Regions from separate parts of the Mus musculus genome. Here all the other regions are linked to region 1. The links are chromatin contacts, called in public HiChIP or PLAC-seq and promoter capture Hi-C maps. All regions are on one chromosome and are shown on one strand. Each heading gives the region's core, a stretch centred on a gene start, on an enhancer-like site or on the middle of the called end of the contact. The rest is flanking DNA. Distances are from core to core; before and after follow the strand shown.

The links. Promoter capture Hi-C pulls out the DNA fragments that hold promoters and counts their contacts. HiChIP or PLAC-seq counts read pairs in DNA pulled down with a chosen protein or histone mark.
Region 2: a promoter capture Hi-C map of liver shows a contact between it and region 1, with 2.6 times the contacts expected there. The contact joins the promoter of Cfap299 here to the promoter of Mrpl1 in region 1. A contact is called at or near these places in 4 of 39 promoter capture datasets (the 3T3-L1 cell line, hippocampal neurons and liver).
Region 3: a contact with region 1 is called in an H3K27ac HiChIP or PLAC-seq map of epiblast stem cells, with 11 times the contacts expected there. The contact joins the promoter of Ccng2 here to the promoter of Mrpl1 in region 1. A contact is called at or near these places in 9 of 39 promoter capture datasets (the 3T3-L1 cell line, the C10 cell line, cranial neural crest and 5 more), 1 of 484 Hi-C or Micro-C datasets (B cells), 2 of 115 datasets of contacts at active chromatin or transcription factors (astrocytes and epiblast stem cells) and 1 of 9 other capture datasets (liver).

Annotation. Positions count from the first base shown.
Region 1 is chr5:96,207,849-96,212,150 of GRCm38.p6, reverse strand. Mrpl1 (mitochondrial ribosomal protein L1) reads right to left here and starts at 2,036. Exons shown (of 9, transcript NM_053158.3): 1 at 1,958-2,036. The coding sequence starts at 1,988.
Region 2 is chr5:98,326,644-98,330,723 of GRCm38.p6, reverse strand. It overlaps Cfap299 (cilia and flagella associated protein 299), which reads right to left and starts at 1,420. Exons shown (of 6, transcript NM_001024614.1): 1 at 1,260-1,420. The coding sequence starts at 1,370.
Region 3 is chr5:93,264,680-93,269,123 of GRCm38.p6, reverse strand. Ccng2 (cyclin G2) reads right to left here and starts at 1,551. Exons shown (of 8, transcript NM_007635.4): 1 at 1,327-1,551; 2 at 365-502. The coding sequence starts at 502.

The sequences.
Region 1 (4,302 bases), core at 787-3,286:
TACAGGGGAATGCCAGGGCCAAGAAGTGGGAGTAGGTGGGTAGGAGAGCAGGGCAGGTGAGGGGGGGTAATAGGGAACTTTCGGGATAGCATTTGAAATGCAAATAAAGAAAATATCTAATAAAAAAAAATAAAGTGACAAAAAAATCCAAAAAACAAACCTTCTGCTTATCAAATATACTTTTTAAAAATTAAGAATTGAGGCTGAGGAGACTATCAGCAAAGTGCTTGCCATGCAAGCATGAGGGCCTGCATTCACCCCACCACACATGTAAAAAACACTGAGCACAGTGACTCTTCCTCCAAATTCCAAAACCAGAAGGCTGATCGCTGTGACTCACTTGGCCAACCAGACGAGGCTAATCAACACACTCCAGGTCCTAGTGACAGACCCTGCTTCAAAAACAATGGGATGGAAAAGTTATGAGAAATATCACACTACATGCATCCACACACATGTACACACATACCTTCCCGCATGCACATACAGTGAAAAGATGAATCTAAAATGGGTAGAGTATATTTGCAACATGTTCACTGGACAAACGAGTTGTATCTTGAGTGTGAAAGAGCAACACAATTGAAAAGTAAACAAGAAGGATAAAAAGACTTCAAACTAGAAAGGAAATGCCAATAGTGTGAAAGCTGTCCACTGAGTAGTATTACCTTATTAGTAAGCAAGGATACATCAATTTAAAACACATTATAGAATTCCATATTAGCACTACTTAAAGAGTGCTCAGTAGACCTATTATAATCTGCAACCACAAAAAGGTTACACTAGCATGTGAAACAAAGCACTAAATTATACTGTTCAATGCAACAGGCAATACTTTTAATAATGGGCATGCTGGAGATGCCTGTCCCAACACATGGGAGCCTAACCCTGTCTCAAATTGTTTTTGTTTTTTAGCAAAACTTAATCAAGAAAGCAGTGTCTACTTTTATTGTGGAGATGCAGTTTGTAAACTGGATGGTCTAAGTACCATTGTTTTACAAGCACTGGAATAAGGAAGGTTATGAAGCTTATGTTCCTGGCCAGTGGGGAGACAAGACACAATAAATAGAGGAAGGAGAAGGGCTGCAAGGTCAAAGAAGAGGGGGAGTTGATTGCATTTTAAAAGTAAAGATCAATTTCATATGAGAGGTGACGGAGCTCTTACTGTGCAAGCATGAGGGGTGAAATTCAGATTCCTGGCAGCCACATAAAAGCTGGGTAAACACAGTGCAACACCTCCCACCTCCAGGGGCTTCACTGGAGACAGTGGGATCCGCAAGCTCCAGGTCCAGTGACAAACTCTGCCTCTGGAAACAGCCTGGATACTGGCTGGCAGAAGAGAGCCTCCATGGGCACACATACATATGCACTCACACACATGTGAACATGTATACATAGACCAAGTACACATACACATGAAAAAGATCTTATAGTGTATATGGCACTGTGAATTCCTATTAGCCATGTCTAACGTGCTCAGACATGGCTATACAAAACACTACAGAATTAGTCTCCAAATGATAAACACGATAGCCTCTGTAAATTTACTAACTGGAATCGCCTTTATTCATAAACACGCCAAGGTTCAGATATTTACAGATGTAAATCACTTCATATACCACCTTTCCCTTCAGGGCTCGCTTATCAAACTGAACACGCCCGCTATCCCACACACACAACAGAATCTTGCCTTGTACTCCTCACCCCTGACTATAAGTACTGCCAATGTATTTCCGCTCCCATTTCATCCTCAAAATGACCTGCTCCAAGAGAGAACCCTTGCGTTAAGTGTCGCTTTTAAGCACTGATGACCCTCTGGGCTGTGGAGCCCAGAAGATCACGGAAGCATTTCGAGGACCGAGAAGCTGACCGGTGCCTACGAGATTCTGCCATGGATTCCGCTGCAACAGGAAACTTGGCTCTAGATTTACTTTCCACGCAAGAACACTGCTCCTCTTACCTCTACGGAGGCACCTTACGGCCGCCGCCATGTTGACTGTTCCGGATTGTGCTGACGAAGTGGGTCCCGGGTTTCAACTGCACGGAAATGCGAAAAAGGGTTCCGCGCGGAAGCTGGCAAAGGGGGAAGGAGTTGGTAGGAGCAGAAGAGCAGGGCGGGGACGACCTGGCTTCAGTGCCCTCGTGGCGAGGTTCCTGTCGGTTCCCTGTCTGAGACTGCCTTTCGTGGCTCGGGTTCAAAGGTTTATCAACCTTCGGGGCGGGGGTGGGGAATGGCTTTGTTGAAAACTCTGTAATTAATTATTCATTCCTTCTTATTTTTAATTTTGGACCCTGCAGATGTACTCCGAACGGTCATTTAAATAGAGGGAACCTGGTTCTCTGACTAAAGTCTTGAGAAAGCTGAAGTGTCCCCAGCTTCCTTCGCTATACTCTTGGCCTTCTTAAGATTCGGTTTTTCTTTAAATGAATATTGCTAGGCGACCGTGCGCGGAGCTAGCGTGTGCGCGCCTCTGAGTTCAATCTTCTTCATAGCAAAGAGAAAACAGAATCCATCAAACTTCGCCTCCACCCAAGGCGGGCCAGGAGGTCCCACTCTCTCACCCCCTTCCACCCCCCTTTGAGCAAACCTTAATCTTTCATCCGTCTGCTTTTTGGTTTCCGGCTGCTGGCAAGCTGTGCTGATCAGACCTAAGGAGCAGTACACTGCTTGGAGTTTTCGAAACACGTCTAGGGTTTTGTTTTGGTTTTTGGAGTTTGTCTGTTTTTGTTTTTGTTCTACGTAGCCAATTAGAGACCAGTGCACAGGTTATTCTGACCCCTTCCTACCCCCTACCCCCCCCCCCCCCAAAAAAAAAACATCCGTTATGTCTCAGCTGCCCGTGTGGTTTCTCTAAACCAAGTCTGGTCAGGAATTAATTCATAAGAATAAACTCCTCCAGTAATTGGCCATTTCCAAAGGCTCACTTACGGGCCTCTGCCTACCTCCTCAACCAACAACCTTCCTAACACACATGCGAGTGTACACATAACACACACACACAAAGAGAGGGAGGGAGGGAGGGATGAAGGGAGGGCAGAAGACACATTTCTCACCTCTGTGACATTTTTCCTCTCTGGCTTTTGTTTGAATTATTATGCAACACATTAACAGTATTTTTTCCCCTTAAGATTTAAATTCAGACTCTGCTCATTGTTGGCAGTCTCCTTTCATACTTCCAGGACTGAATTATGGCCACTTCTTCCTGGTTTTATGTAATAAACAGAATTAGTAATTTTTTTATTTATTTGAAACAATTCTGAGACCTATTATTCTATATAATACAATTTACCAACCTAAGTGTACAATTTAGTGGGGGGTTGAGCACACAGAGCTGTGCAGCTGTCACAATGTATCTCCCCATCTCTTTGAGCTCTTTGTGGGCAGCAATCATGTCGTTCATTTTTGTAACCTCAGCACATACTACACACAGCGTCAGACCGGAAGGAAGGTCTGCAGTAAACGTTGAAAAAAAAAAAAAAATGAATCCATGCTTATATGAATTAGTGACTTGATAAGAATTTCAAGCCTGCAAAACTTGGCTTCCTGAAGCTACTCACAGAAGATGGACCTCATCAAAGCTGGAATTTTCCAGAAGCTTTATTTTTATATTTATACCTAGTAGCCATCTAAATGAATAAGATTGTTACTTATAGACTGTTCTTGTTAACATGTAAGCAGTTACTTCAAAAGCTCTGCGACTGTTTAAAAAAAAGTAAAGAAAACCTTAGAACTTGACTCTACTTTGATAACTTTGTTTCTGCTTGTCCTCTTTTCCTTCTATGCTCTTTTCACACATACCTGAGCAACTACTAAGTACCAAACCTTGTGCTTAGATGCATAGATAAGAGGGAGCTGGAAAACTGGCAGTCACCTCATGATACTTAAAGTTAACTCCGTCTAAGAATATACACAAATTCTCCTGTTGCTGGCTCTTAGATTCATCTCCACAGCTGGAGTCAGTTGGTCCTCACCTGAAAATGCCTACCATGAGAACACAACCATCCAGTCAGAACTCACAAAATGTAATAAGCTTACAACAGTATTATTATTAAAACAATGTCCTGTATAAGTTCAATGTACCTTATTGCCTGCTTTGGTCACCAGAATCTGATGGCATTCAACCAGTAAGATCCAGAGTTCAGATATTTGCAGATAGATAGATGATATTCATTAGCTTAAGACTTTAGAAAAACTATAAATTAAAAGATACTCTGAAATAGGCACTCCATTATAATGATCATGACTTCATTATCATCGTGACTGGATTTAGAATTATGTAGGAGATTGAGGAATACCTCTGGGTA
Region 2 (4,080 bases), core at 171-2,670, 2.1 Mb before region 1:
AATCATTTCTCCACTCACTGAACTGGTTGGTTTTATTAGATGATGCTAACTTATAGAATAAAAGTTGTTAATTAGTTCAGCAAAGCTAATGTTACTCGCTGCCGTGGCAATGCAGTTGTTTTAGTGTTCTGTCGTTATTTAGTGAACACGGGAAACAGAGGATGGAGACGCACTACTTCCGTCCCGCCAACCACGCTCCTCAACCTCCGGAGCATCACTACTTCCGCATCACTACTTCCGCATCACTACTTCCGCATCACTACTTCCGGTCTACCAACCAAGTGCCAACCGCGCTCCTCATCCTCTGGCCGGTCAGATAATTAAGATGGACTCACCCTTTCTCTTCCTACCTCCCCTTCTTTCTACATAAGCTTCTTGCAACATCTATTGTAATTATCAATTCAGTGGCTTCATTTCAGATGCAAGGATTTAAAGCAACTTCTGTGGGTTTAAAATATTGGCTAAAAGCAGGAGAGACGGCTTAAGGAAAAGGTGCTTGCTGCCAAACTTGAGTTCATTCCCTGGACACCACAGAATACAAGTTCAGAACCGATTCCAAGTTGCCCACTGACTTTTTATGCATGTGTGCGTACACACAAATGGAACTTTAAGTTACCCATCTAATAAACGTAAAAGCTTGGTTGTTTGGTGATATCGCTGCTGTTGCTGTTAAAAATCATGTTTTGTAACTATTTTAACAGATAATTTCAAAAGGGACAAATTTTCTTCATTTAAGATTATTTTCATACAGTGGCACCTATTTAAAAAGGAGGGGTGTCTATATGATAAACTGCCTTGTGCACAGGAGAAATGAGGGGAGTTGGCCAAATTCAAGTCCTTCCCAGAGTTCTGTAGGGTTGATTCTCCCCCCCCCCCCCCGCCCCCAATGGTGCTTGCTCTGTTTGTCCTTAATATGGAGATGGACTCCTTTGAAAACCTGAGCCCAGGCTGTGAGACTTGCAGTTGGGAGTTAGGAGCTCGGAGCTTGAAGATCCCTCCAACTAAGTCTTCTCGAGCATCCGGGACCTCCCGCTGCCCTGCCCTCAGGTGCACACAGCAACGCGTCCTCCTGGTTTTATGCCTTGTTACTACTTTACAGCGACCAAGTCGGCCTCTGTGCAGCGCACCAGCGTTTGGAGGGCTGGGGACTCCTGCAGCCTGCAGAGAAGTCTCTCGAAGCCAGAGGCCTGCGGTGAGCGCCGTCACCGCCAGGGGGCGACCAAGCCCCGCCGCGGCCAGCAAGACGGACCCGCGCTTACCTCCAGGTAGTACAGGTCGACCGTAGTGATCTGAGAGTCCAGGAAGTCTTCATAGGTGTTGAACTGTGTGACAATGTTGTCCACGGCCGTCAGCCCCTCGTCCTGATCCATCGCGGCTACACCGACGCGTCCCTAGTAACCGGTGTGGGCGGGCCGGACGCGCGCCGGTTGCGGGGGCGGGGCAGAGGGCGCTGCGCTGGCCCTGCCCCAGCCGGATCCCTGGGCGGCTTCTAACCCCTGGGAGCGGTCAGCCCTGCAGGGCAAACCCAACTTTTTTGGTGTAAAAGCCTTAGCAAAGTCCGAAGGTGCCTGCTCAGTGTTTGCAGTAAGAACCTCGACAGAAGAGTATCCCGGAAATCTAGGGGAAATAGTCTTGCTGGGTGCTTCAAAATAGCACGTGATCAGTTGTATAAATTACAACTTAAAGGCAAGTTATGGTTGGTTACTTGTGTGCCAGGAACAATGTATAAACTTCCCAAACGAAGCAGCCTTAGTGATCTCCTTTGCTCCTGCCTTCTGCCTTTCAGTTCCTTTACTTTTTGTTATTTAAATTTCAATAAGTTGAAAATTACTTGAAAAATCTTGCCTCCTTGAACGTCCTTTAAAAAATTGGGTTGGGGGGGAGGGATCCTAATCATGGAATGATATATCCCATTGAGAAGCTGATATTGACTTGTGTTTCTATTTACTCATTTCTTTAAAATACTATAGTATAAAATTGAATCTGAAACATTTCTCATTAGAGCAGACTTGTACAACTGTTTCCACACCAGAAGCACAGATGCTTGCTGTTATGCCAAGGGACTTTACAATCATCTCAGCATTTGTAGAAATCAAATCAGATTCTGCAATGAATCTTTTCCATTTTTTGGGGGGGAGGGGGGCAAAGTAAAGCCAGGTCTATTTAAGACCCCAAGTTGCACAATAAGTTATAGCTTTATTTTAAAAACAGGCTACCAACAATTTATATTGTATAATTATCTAGAAAGCTATAGAAACTAAACTCCAAGCATAGAGGGGAAAAAATTTCATGTGGCCTAAAACATTATCACAAGTAGAGAGGAGAGGTCTCTGTACTGTCTGGTCCAAAAGAAACTTGAGGACAAGTGCCTTTTGTGTCTTTTAGCATTCTGAAGGGCAAGCTGGCCTCTAGGCATCTCATGTACCTGGTTTCAAGTCCAAGCTGACATTCAGGCTCCTCCTAGCTCCTCTCATATCAGCTTCTCAGTCCTACAGAACCCTGACCTTTCAGCCATGTGCTCTCTTACCACCCACCCCCTCTCTGTCCCAGAGGCATTATTCTGGGTGTGTTGAACACAACAGAAAGCTTAAAAAAAAAAAAAAAAGTTTCTGCCGCTGGGGTCCACAGGATATGAAACTTGCTTCCGTGTGGTGATTGATTTGAATTTACCACATACCAGCCCTGTTCTAAGTACCATACAATCTCCATTATTTCGTTTAATCACAACAACAAACTCACTAGAAAACCAGCATTGGTGTTATCCTCCATATGGAGACAGGATGAGTTTAAATGACTTGGCCAAAGTGTCGGGTGCAAAAAAGCAAACCCAAAAAATAACAATAGTCCTTTTCTCTCACAGGGGCATGTGGATGTAAAGATAGGTTATAAAGAGCTGTGTAAAACCAAATACAGAAGTTTGTTTATTAGAAAGAAAAATAAACGTGTGGTAAGGAACACGGATTGATACAAAGCCTAGAAACAGTAGGCGCATCTTCCAAACTGTGGAGGCAAGAAACGCAAGTTCTGTGTGGGATGGAGGGAGAGGTGGACAGTAGGGAGGGGCACAGGAAAGAGGATTGGAAGGAGGAAGCTGACTGAAGTTGAAAGGTGTAGTAAAAGAGATTTCAAACGAGACCAGCCGTGGACCCAAACAGGAGAAGCTGTGGTGGCCATGGCTTCAGAATGGAACTCACACTACTGCACGCTGCTCGTCTAGGGGGTGCTGGGCTGTGCTTACATGTGTTACCGCTGTTTCTGCCATCCTCCCACACCAAGGTTTTATCGTCCTCTTGAAATCATAAAACAGCTAAGGAATGTTGGAATTCCTGACCCTGTGGCACTCTGATATCAAGGACGATTTCTACCTTCATTGTTCTAGCATGATCCATTGCAGTTGTACGTTTTTTAGGGATGCTTCATTAAACTGACCACGCAGACAGAAACCGCACGGTCAGAAGCTCTTTGGTGAAATGATCTTGAAAGCATAGAAATTTAAACAACTTAAAGGTATTTCCAATCAAGGACTCTAATGCTGCCCAAACACTTTTAACAGAGCAGTGTCTTTGTTAATAGTGAAAGAAATTTATAAATTTAGACCATTCTACACAGAAAGGTTAAAATTACAGTAAGCCCAACAACACAAGTCTTCTAGATTTTCACTTTGGGTTCAGAAACACTTTAGACCTGAGCCTGAAAAATGCCAAGAAGGAATGGCAACCATGAAATATGTAAGATTAAGCAAGTCTCTTTTCTATGGTGAGGCCTTTGTTATGACGAAGAAATACTTTATTTTGGAAACCATAAATTCCTTCTTCAAGTCTGGGACTTTTAAACATTGAATCCAGGAATTTAGCACCGATCCCAGAAATTCTATTCTTTGCCAAAAGATGGGGAATATATATTTCACAACAAACTGCAGGGTGTAAGAGAGAAGAGACATATGGAAGAATAAGAAAATACATGCCCTATTCAGCTTAGCTACAGAGTAAAGAAGGCCATACTATAAAGAAAAGGGCATAGGGAAAACCAAACCCTAGCATTTCTTTGAAACAAATGGGCTTTCTTCTATTCTCACTAGAG
Region 3 (4,444 bases), core at 302-2,801, 2.9 Mb after region 1:
TTAAAATTTATCCAATACAGAACTTTAGCCAACTCAATATAACGTGAAGTGTTGCCCCACCCAAGGTAGTTACAGCAGAATGTGGGTTCCTTGATGAGGTTTTTCTGACACAATCTAAGATCCTATTAGAAATATTCTCTAGGAATTTCCCACCACCAGAAGAAACGCCTCTACAGTACACTTGGTATAACTTCCACATTCACTAAAAACAAAAGCAGAACCCTTTCACGTTTCACGTTTTTTCTTAGTACGGTGAGGCCAATTTTGGATTTAACTTTTTAGCCTTTGGTACTGATTTGGTACGAGGAAAACCAAAAAGTTACCTTCCCACCTTCCCCCAAGTCCTATCAATTCTCAAATTTACCTCCGGGGTAGCCTCCATCAAGATCAGCCCTTTTTCCCGAGGTTGGTATCTCTGTTCTTGTTCCAGGTAGAAGTTCAACAATCCGAAAAGCTGAACCCCTTCGCCACCTGCCAAGTGCTTGGCCCCCAAATCCTTCATCTGCAGCAAATACACCGCGGCCGGTTAAGAATATAATCCGGATACGTAGGGTGTGAGAGCAGAAGGAGCTGGCCGCGATCCCTCCAGCTAGGGGCGCCCCAGATCACGCAAGCCAGAACCGGGTGAGGGGGGGATCGGTCACGTCCGCCAGCCTCAGGGGAATCCTCCCCTAAAGACATGGAGGCGTGGCATGGGGGGGCAGTATCTCGGTCACCTCCGCTGGCCAGGGCTAGTTCTGATCAGCTCTGTGGCCGACAGCGTTTGACGTACAGGAAAAGTGTCCAAGAAGCGTAATGTCCCCTACTGTCCGCATCACCTGGACAGCACAGCAGGGACTTCTAACTAGACTCTAGGCCCTAGAGGAAAGCGGGGGACCGGAAGACTGAAGCCACCGAAGCGGGTTCTGGGGCGGGGCGTTGCACAATAGGAGAGAAGGGAGGGGGAGTCTCGAGACTGAACAAAGAACTGGAAGGAGGCGGCTTCGGAGCCCCGCCCCGGGAGCCCGTCGCGGAGCCCACCTCCAAGCTACCCCCGCAGCTTCTGCAGCTTTGACGAGCCCCGCAACTCGAGACAGGGCGGCCCAGTAGCTTGGGGGATGCTGGGGAGACAGTGGGGAGTCCAGTACGCCCGCAGCGAGCAGTAGCCTAATACTTGGGCTCAGTAACGGTGCGAAGCCCCGGGGCTGTCAACCCACCGTATAGCCTCAGAACACCCTGGAGCCCCTGTCAGTCCCTCAGCTGCGGCTGGGGGACTCCACCATCAAAGCAAACCGCGATCCAGACCCGGAGCCACCAAACCCAGAGCCACCCGGGAGGCCCACTCACCGTGTCGGCCCCGGCGTCACGGACCGGCGCGGCGGGGGCGTCCGGACCCGTCTCCGAGCTCAGGGACCAGCCTCCTCAGCGGCACCCCGAGACCCGCATCCGACCTCCCCGCCGCCGCCCGGCCTCACAGCCCCGGCTGCATCTTGCTCCTCAGCGGGGCTCAGCGCCCGCCCTGCACCGCCACCTCCTCCCGGCTCCGCCGCAGCCTCCGGAGCTGAGCAAACCCCTTGTTTTTGTTTTGAGTCTGCGACGCCCCCAAGGGGCGGGGCGCGTGACTGCGCGCGGAGGGATCCTCGCTCGCTCGCCCAGTGGATCTGAGAAAAAGAGTCCCTGCTCCGAGCCTCAGTTCCCAGCCTCTCTTGGCCCCTTCTGTTCCTCTTGGCCTTGCGGAGCCAGGATCTATGGTAGGGAGTGGAATCTGGATTCCAGCCTCATTTCAGAATGGAACCGGAAGGGAGCAAAGATGAGCGAGCCGATCGGAGAGCGGAAGGAGACAGTTTCTGGACGCCTCACACCTTTTAAAGGTCCCCCGATTTGTTTTGTTTTCGCTGTTTTGAAAAGTCCGCCCAAAGTAGCGGGCTCCCTGATTGGACAAGGGTGGGGCAAGCCGACTGCTGAGGACTTGATTTAATCTCGAATCTGGATTGGCTGGCCGACTGGCTGTTGCGTCCTCTGATTGGCTCTCAATATATCCCGACTCTCTTATCTTCTTCCGGGGCCTTAGCAACTCTGGGGTCTGGATTGCGCATGCTTGGGTGGGTGGCATTTGTGGTGCTCGGTTACGTGCCGGGGTCCACAGCTGCCTAGGAACTCTAGCTCAGTCTAGGCGAGGCCCGAGGCTGTCGCCTCTGGTCACACCCCGAAAATCCGAGGTCACATAACTCTGTAACAGCGTTTCCAGGAGTGCAGAAGGGCGTCCTGAACTTCTTAGTTGTACCACCGGTGTATTTTGCAATAAACAGTCAAGCTCTTAACATTCCAAGATGCTTACCGAGATAATTTTTTTTTAATCGATCTGACTCAGGAAAGAAAAAAAGCTAAATTCAACTAGTTGGTTACACAGCTGACTTGTTGAAGTTGGGCGGTGGGTAGTAGAGACTGCATTACAGAATTGTGAGTGCATTTGTGTGCCTTGAAATTTTTTTTCCATAATAAAAAGTTCAAAGGAGGGACCTTTCAATAAAAACTGCAGATTGATGAGGGTATATAGATATCTAATAAGTGTGCTTCTAGAGGTTATGGTTGTACTGTTTGCTTTTGGTTTTAATGAAGGCTCCCACAGCCTCTTGGTTCTTGATCGCCCATAAATTATCATTTATTGTCTATTATAATTAACGTTGTTATTAAGCTGACACCTCTCCTAAGGCAGAGCAAAAACCAAACCAACTAGATGCCTTAGGCAGGGCTAACTTTCACACGGAGTGGAGTATCTGTCGGGAGGCAGGAAAATTCCCTAGATTGTTTTGGTTTTGTTTGTTTGTTTTACTTTCTATTCCCTCAGATCTCTGCCTCCTAACAAACATGCAAATCGGTAACTTAGAGCCTTCATGAATTCTAAACAGCTAGCCTCTCCGAAATGAATTTTTTACTCTTGGGTGTGTTTTCTGTGAGTCACTTTGGAGCTTATAAACTACTAGAGGGCACCTAGTACCGCTTTAACAGCTGAAGAGTTACTCAAATAGATGGCTTTGTGTATTAGCTGGAAAGAGACTCAGACATCTGTTTGGAGCACAGAGCAGCAGAGGAAGAGAACACCAAAGGGCTAGCTAGCATTCCAGTTTCAGAGGGGTGTGGCCTTCTTGGTTTTAGAACATAAAATATTAGCATACCACTTAAATGATTTACAGGTTATATAATTTTATTCGAGGTGTGGTTGATCTTTTAAGCATTATTTAAATTATTACGTTAGTGACGTACATCTGGATGAAAGTCCATGCTTGTAAACTCGCACAGCAATTGGCGACTCGATGAGAGAATGGAGCTATGATTAAAGTTCAGACATATCTTGCAACAGGGGAAAAGCCCAGCTAACAGGGTCAGTGGTGAGAAAGAAACAACTGATGAGAGAAGTTTAGGAGCCGAACAAGAAGACTGGGGAGAGCTTTGTGTTCCAATGGCCAAAGGTAGAAAAGGAGCCAGGGCTATAAAATAAGTGATGTGAAAGAGGAAGTGTAAAAGAATGTGGCAGGAGATTTTATAAATAACATACTGTATGAGACAGAAAGGAAGAGAGCCAGCCAAGTGTGACGGCTGCAAACCCTGCACTTGGAAGGCTAAGGCAGGGGCATTGCGGTGAGTACAAGGATAGCCTAGGCTACAGAGTGAGACCTTGTCAGAAGGGGGAGAAGAGAAAGAAAAAAGAAAGCTTGAAGAAACCATCCTTTTCTTAGCCCTCTAGAGGGTATGAAGTTATACAAAACATACGCTGATTTTTACACGATGTGAATAGTCCTGCAAAGTGGGATGCTTTATACTGGTGAATTCGCTGACTTTCCACTTCCATCCATTTAACACTTTAATATGGAAAGACAGCAGCCCTTTAAAATACTAGCCCCAAATTACATCCTCTCCCCACTGCAAACTTTTAATGATTTTCCAGGAAGTGAGATTGCTCCGATTTTCTCTCTTTGCTCTCCCTCTCTTCTCTCTTCTTCTCTCTTCTCTTCTTCTCTCTTCTTCTCTCTTCTCTCTTTTCTCTCTCCCTCCCCCTCCCCCTCCCTCTCCCTGAAGTCTTTCTGCAGACTGGCCTTGTCCTTATCTCCTCAGCTAGCTGCACCAGACCTGTAGGTGCTGTTTATTAAAACAAGACATTCTTCCTGTGCTGAATCCATTAAGCTCATCTTGGGCTTTTCTGAGCAATTCTTGAAGACCACGTTCCTAGACAATCACCCATATAAAATAAGGGAATCAAAACTCTTTCAGCACTCAAAAAAGATAGAGGGAATTCCCTTTATTATGTGATACTGGGTGGGTCTTCTTCAGCACAGTGATAGGGGCGTGGCAGTGAGCAAGAGGAACTTGGTTAGGAAAACTGACCCAGTGAAGGATGTACTAATAAACTTGCTCAGGACATACTAAGTTAGAGAAAGTAGAATTCGTCTAAAGGAGTGCTGCCTCC